2 separate regions of the Pan troglodytes genome follow, and region 1 is linked to region 2. A link is a contact called in public HiChIP or PLAC-seq data. All regions are on one chromosome and are shown on one strand. The core of a region is the stretch at or near the end of the contact, and the rest is flanking DNA. Distances in the headings are between cores, read along the strand shown. Region 1 holds the start of SENP3 (SUMO specific peptidase 3). Region 2 holds the start of FGF11 (fibroblast growth factor 11).

What was found. HiChIP or PLAC-seq counts read pairs in DNA pulled down with a chosen protein or histone mark.
Region 1: an H3K4me3 HiChIP or PLAC-seq map of stem cell-derived excitatory neurons shows a contact between it and region 2, with 4 times the contacts expected there. The contact joins the promoter of SENP3 here to the promoter of FGF11 in region 2. A contact is called at or near these places in 1 of 7 Hi-C or Micro-C datasets (stem cell-derived neural progenitor cells) and 1 of 1 datasets of contacts at active chromatin or transcription factors (stem cell-derived excitatory neurons).

What each region holds. Positions count from the first base shown.
Region 1 is chr19:18,073,222-18,076,218 of NHGRI_mPanTro3-v2.0_pri, reverse strand. SENP3 (SUMO specific peptidase 3) reads right to left here and starts at 1,745. Exons shown (of 11, transcript NM_001205128.4): 1 at 1,451-1,745; 2 at 1-648. The coding sequence starts at 637. It overlaps TNFSF13 (TNF superfamily member 13), which reads right to left. Exons shown (of 6, transcript NM_001205130.2): 6 at 2,122-2,997. The coding sequence ends at 2,897.
Region 2 is chr19:17,950,700-17,953,809 of NHGRI_mPanTro3-v2.0_pri, reverse strand. FGF11 (fibroblast growth factor 11) reads right to left here and starts at 1,606. Exons shown (of 5, transcript XM_001170288.8): 1 at 24-1,606. The coding sequence starts at 216. TMEM102 (transmembrane protein 102) reads right to left here. Exons shown (of 3, transcript XM_063798272.1): 3 at 2,327-3,110. The coding sequence ends at 2,344.

The DNA.
Region 1 (2,997 bases), core at 496-2,995, 120 kb before region 2:
GAGACCCTCTCACCCCATCCTCAGCCATGAGAGCACCTAGCAGACCCAGCCGGGGTGGAGGTGGCCCCCGGGGGGAGTCAAAACGACAACAGGGGGATGGCACCTGTGGCGTCGCACCCCCTTCCTGGGGTGAAAGATGGTTCTTGGGGTGTGCGAGGCCCCGCCGCCGGCCCCGGTGGCGCCCCCAAAGCTTCCAGTGGAATGTCAGCGAGGTGCTTTTTGAGTAGAGCAGCATCCGGAAGGCTCTCATGGCTCGGCGGCGGCGCTGTGAGCAGGTTTTTCGATGAGTGGGGCGGGAAGGGCGGGGCCGCTGGGAGGTTCCCAGCTGACTCCATCTTGGGGGCAGCCTCCAAGCTGCCACTTCCTCCTCTTCATCTTCATCCTCCTCCTCCTCCTCTTCTTCCTCCTCTTCACTTGCTGAGGCATCAAAAGAGGGTCGGGGGACAGGGAGGCGTCTGGCTGGCACTGTGGTCCCTGACCCAGGATCTGGCCCAAACCCTCCACCTGACTTGAGTCGGGGTTTGGGAGGTGGGGGCCAACGAAGACGCTCCCGCCTGGGACTTGAGTAAGCTGGGGGTATGCCGGGTCCAGGAGGCTCAGGCCCCCAGGACCCGGTCCCTTGTATAGTCTCTTTCATCTTCCAGTACCCTGAAAAACAAAAGATCAGGGTATCAAAATCTAAGCATCACCCCACCGCAGATCCTGCCTCTCTTCCTGGCCATGCCTCCTCTGGATTCAGATGCAAATAAAGAAAAGAGGAAAAAACGCAAAACTCCTAACTTAAGATCTTCCCAGTTAACGCGGTCCACAAGGGGCCCTTTAGGGTCTGTGCCATCATCTCTCCCCAGTCCAGAGACAAGGGAAAATGGCTAAGCAGCAGGCCTCAGAGATCTTATTTCTAGGATCACCAGGCCAAACCCAATAGCACTGCCAGGTTCTACGTCTTTATTTTAATACCACCAGGGCTGTCCTTTGAGGGCCCAACAAGGGCAATTTCTTTCCTCAGGGACATGATAACCGTGGTACTTGAGGAGAATGCAACTTGCACGTGGAAACTGGACTGGAATGGGAGACAGTTCTCTAACACCCTGGATGAACGGGGGGCATGGGAAGGCTGCGGTCATCTCAAGTGCAGATGCCAGGGATATGGTTCAGGGGGCAGAGGCTGATAAACGGGGAAGAACTTTGAAGGAAACTTAAAGAGAACCGAATCAAGACGCTGGGACAGAACGGAGCGCACAAGCCAGGCCGGCCCAGCCCCCTCCTACTTCATCCTCGGGGACCAGAATGCAACCCGGCACCAGTCCGGTCCCACGAGCTTGGATGGCTCGGCGCACACGGGCCTTAAGAAGCCCCTATGCGGGCCTCTGGGCCCCGGTTCGGTGGGAGCGAGGCCCAGGAATGGGAGAGGCCAAGGCAGGGCTGGGGGGAGGGGAGGGGGCGTCCTCACCGGGAGCGGGGAAGCCGGGCGGACGGGCCCGAAGGCGGGCGTCTCCGGCCTCAAGCTTCCCGGCTCATCTCTCCGGCGACGGCGGCGGCCCCGCCACTCCTGCTGTCTTTAGGCGCAGCCGTCTCAATTCAGGATTCCAACGCTTCTGGGCCGCGTGCCGCGCCGCCGAGCACCCCGCCGCGCCGCCTCTGGCTCTGCTTCAGCTTCAGCTTCCACCTCCACCTCCACCTCCGCCACCGCCACCACCAGCGCCGCCGCCGCCGCCGCCACTCCTCCCCCCCTCCTCCTTCCCCTCCCGCGAGCCCCGGGCCCACCGGCAGCGGTGGCGCACGATTAGTACGTCACACCCGGCGAAGAGCGCCGGCGCGGCCACCAAGCGCGCAGTCCCGTCTACCCGAGGACGCCGGCGCCACGGGACTGGCCAGCCCAGAGCGCTACGCGAGGCTGCGCCTGCGCACATCCGCCGCCCGGCCGCGCGTGGCGGCCCCGCCACTTTCCCTTTTGCGCCGCGCTCTGTCTTCGCCGCGCTCTGTCTTCTCCGCGCTCGCGGGCCTGACCCTAGCGGCATCCCCAGTACCTTGATCCGGCGGGGGGCGCGCCACAGGAGAGCCAGGAGGGCGGGAGATCCCCGTACGAGGACCGGGCTGAGGCGAGGCAGTGGGGGAAATGGAGCCGGGGTATCATTCATTCTATTTTATTTAACTTTAAGCAGGGCTTGATCAGAAAGAAGAGCTCAGAGGAGTGAGGCAACACCAACACCAGGGCGTACGATACATCCGAGGCTCCTCCGACACCAGTTCCAGCCCGGAAGGGCTTGGAATGGCCTGCCACGCCGGGGCAATGGAGCGCGTGAAAGCCAAACCTTGGGACCCGAAGAGTAATTTGACTGCGAAGGCACCGTCATCGTCGGGCACCCCCTGTAGACGGGCGCATAATAGCTACATCTCTGGAGATAGTGATGGAAACTGGGGTCCGATAGATGGAGAGAAGGACGTAGGATAAGGCTTCTTGTGGGGTGAAGAGGCAGAGGGCACCTGGAGAGAGGTGTGACATGGAGAACCAGGGGTTTTCCCTAGCAGAGGGCGGCTTCGTGGACTTCGGCCAACCGGCGGGTGCTTCCCTCGAGCGGCCGCTAGATGGTGGTGCTGTTCTGGATGCTTCCAGTGGGCCCCGACCAGGTCTGGACAATGCCTGGCGCCCGTCCCCCGCCCCTCATCTACACACACGCAAGAATTCGGAGCTCCATGGGGAACAGAAGCAAGATATCCGTAAAATCAAAGTCTAGGGGGTGGGAATGAAAAGGGAAAAGTGAGGAACGGGGAGCCAAACCCAGGAAGACGCCTCTGTTCCTGCACATTCCCTCTCCTTTATATACTCAGCTCTTGGCTGTCTCCAGTATGTACCCACCCTGGTCTTCCAAGCTGGGAGCCACTTTTTATAACACAATCACAGTTTCACAAACCCCAGGAAGGTTCCATGTGGAGAGAGGTTAAGTTTCGCCCTTGCCCGGGGAATTATGACACTCAGAATATCCCCTTGGTGTAAAT
Region 2 (3,110 bases), core at 357-2,856:
GACCCCGCCCCAGCCGCACTCACCCGGGCCGCGGTCCGGCCGCGCGGGCCGCCCCCCGCACAGTCGCACCTTGGACAGCAGGATGAGGAGCTGCTTCTGGCAAAGGGACTTGGTGCCGCGGGGACACACGCGCCGCTGCGCCGACACCGGCCGGCTGCCCCCGGGCTCGCGGACCTCCCGCTTCTGCCGGATCAGGCTACTGGCCAGCGCCGCCATAGCGCCCCGGGAGGAGACACCCCCAAACCGGCAGGCGCCCGGAGCGCGCTGGGCTCCGCCAGAGGAGCCCGCTCACTAGGGCATGCTCTTGACGCTCAGGCCCCGACTCGCTGCCCCACCCACAGGACCTGAGGATAAGCCCCAGACCCCCCCCCCCCACGTACCCCCCTCCACAGCAGCCAGTTACCACCCGTGGGCCCAGTGCTGGCTCCACCAGATCCAGCAGCCTATGTACTCCTCCGTGGATCCCACCCTCGAGTTTTGCCTCCTATTGAAAACGTCCCCTTTCCCTCCTCTCCAGTGTCTGTCCTCACTTCACCTATCCCAAAGCCAAGACCCACTAAATTTCCAAGACGTGGTTTAAATATCTTCAGGCACCTTTCCACTGTATTTTGGGGCACACTCCTGCCAAATCCACTCTTGTAATCTACAGGGTGTGGGACTTTAGCTTTGGGAATATTCGCTCATCCCACCCCTACTGGGGCACTGCCAATGTCAGGAAGGAACCCAACCTTGGTGTTTTTTCCTTTGCTACACTCTAAATGGAGGGGATCCCCCACTTTTTTCACTGAAATCCCCCCAAAATATGTCTCAGAATATCCAGGTTGCCCAGGTTCAGTAAGACAGGGCTCCCAGACCCTCTGGCTGGATAATACCTTTTTCACCAAGTCCCCCCCATGTCTAGTAGCATAGAATTCTAGCGGCCAAGACCCTTTCTTCACCTTCACACCCTCCGCTCCTTTTGAAGTCACCTCCAAATCCACCCTTCCTAGTGGATACACCAGGTAGTTGTCTGGAGGGCCTTCCGCCACCTCAAAATGAGGAGCATCCGTGTTTGTTTTTGTTTTTGTTTTTTTCTCCCCTGGCTGCCCCTTAAGTTTTCTTGGGGACAGCTGGTGCTGTTTAGATCCCACACCCTCCAATCTAACCAGCCCCCCAAGAGAGGAGTGCACCCACGTTGTCACCAGTCCCCAGATGTGAACAGGCCCCCTTCAAGTCAGAGCGGATCGCAGCTTCCTGCTACAGGGCTTCCTCGTCCTCCCCGGGATTGCCTATAGCACCCCCTCTTCCTTTTCCCGACGCCCCTCAACCTGTCCTGTCCTGTTGATCCGGCGACGGGTGGCGCTGGCTTCGGCTCCAGGCTCCTCCCTCCCTGTCCCCCGCAAACGGAGCTTCCCCCCACGCCCGGCTAGGCGTCCCGGACCCTTGGGAAGGAGTGAGGGTGTCTCTGCAGAGCTCCCCGGTCCGGCGAAGTCAGAGCACTGGGCCGGTGGCTGGACCAGGCAGAGCGGCGGCAGCGGCAGCGGCTGTGGGAAGCTGAGGCGGCGGCGGCGGCGGCGGCGGCGGCGGCGACAGCAGTTCCCCCTCCTCGGAGAGCCGGCCCGGGGGCGGGGCAGGGGGCGGAGACGCTGGGAAATAGGAGGGTGAAGCCGGGCAGGAGGAACCCCGGGGTTCTTTGGAGGTAGAGAGTGCGGACTGTGTCTTACAAGCAGGCAAAGCCGAGGCAAGGCCGCACGTCTCAGCCTTCAGAGGAGGAGGGACAGGAAGGCCTCCTGAACGCACCCCTGGGTAGGAAGGAGAGGTTGGGCCTAAGGGAGATGGAATGGCGGACGCTGGGAGAAGGGAGAGAGACCCTACTGGCCGGGATGTTAGTGAAGAAAGAACCGCACGAGTAAAGTGGGGGAAGAACTGGAGAGATGGAGGATGGGGGGTGGTGAGATCCAGCCTTGGGCGAAATCCGGCCTCCTTCATATCTCTGCCTTTGTGTGAGCCAAATTGATCAGACCCTGGTCTCCATAACTCCTTTTCGCGTTTGGTCAGCAAATATGTTTCTCCCATTTCTATTGGCCCTTAAGAGAAATGACCAAAAGAACTGGGGACAGACGGTTTCTGGAAGCTGCCCCTGGGCGGAGTGCTGGCCACAGATGTGGAGAATAGCGAGGCTGGAATGGGGCAACTTGTGCGGGGGCAGGCGGGTGGGCGTAGAGGAGGAACCAACAGGGAGGCCTTCCAGAAGGGGGGCTTCAGGCCCAGGGCACACAGTCAGTCCCCCTGGCGAGGGGCGAGCAGGGCCCCCCACGTCCCGCTCGCCCACAGAGGCACTTTCCACTGGTAGGAACAGCGTCTTTAATGGGCCCCGCCCCCCACGCCCGCCAAACCGCCCCCCTTGCGGGCCACTTTGGCCTCCTCCACCGCGGCACGGAGGGCCCGGGCTGGGTCCCCGCGGAGCCGGGCCAATTCTCCGAGCAGCGCAGCGGAGTCGTCCCCCGTACGGAGCTGTCGGCCGTTCAGAAAATAGTGAGGCAACGTCCCGGCCTCGAGCACTCGGCCCAGCTCGTCTAGCAGCCCGAGGCAGCAGGCGCCCGCATTTTCTGGCCGCGCCAGGTAGAGCGCAGGCAGCCGCTCGCACGCCCAGTACAGCAGCGTCCGCAGGAGGTAGGGCGCCGCCGCCCGGGTCCCGGCCACCAGCGGGCGCAGTAGCGCCTGGGCCGCCGCGTGCGCCTGCAGCAGCGGCGCTGGTATGCGCGCTTTGAGCGCCAGCTCCTGGCGGGCAAAACAGAGCTGCCAGGCGGAGGCGCACGGCCGCTCGGTGCCGCCACCGGGCACCAGGTAGAAGGAAGCCGACTCAGAGGCCAGCGGACCGGCCCACGAGTGGCTCCGAGCCCCCTCGGGCCAGCCCGCCACGGACACCACTGGGATCAAGTCGAAGAGCAGGAGGCGGCGAGGGGGCTCAGGGGTAGCCAGGAGGACGGTGGTGAAACCCGCGTGGCGAGCTGCGTGCACCAGACGCGGAGCACCCGGGACAGGGATCAGAGACTCGGCGACCGCCGCCAGCGTAGCAAAGAACCAGGCAGCCACCTGGGCGGAACATAATGTGGGCCACGCTTCCCGAG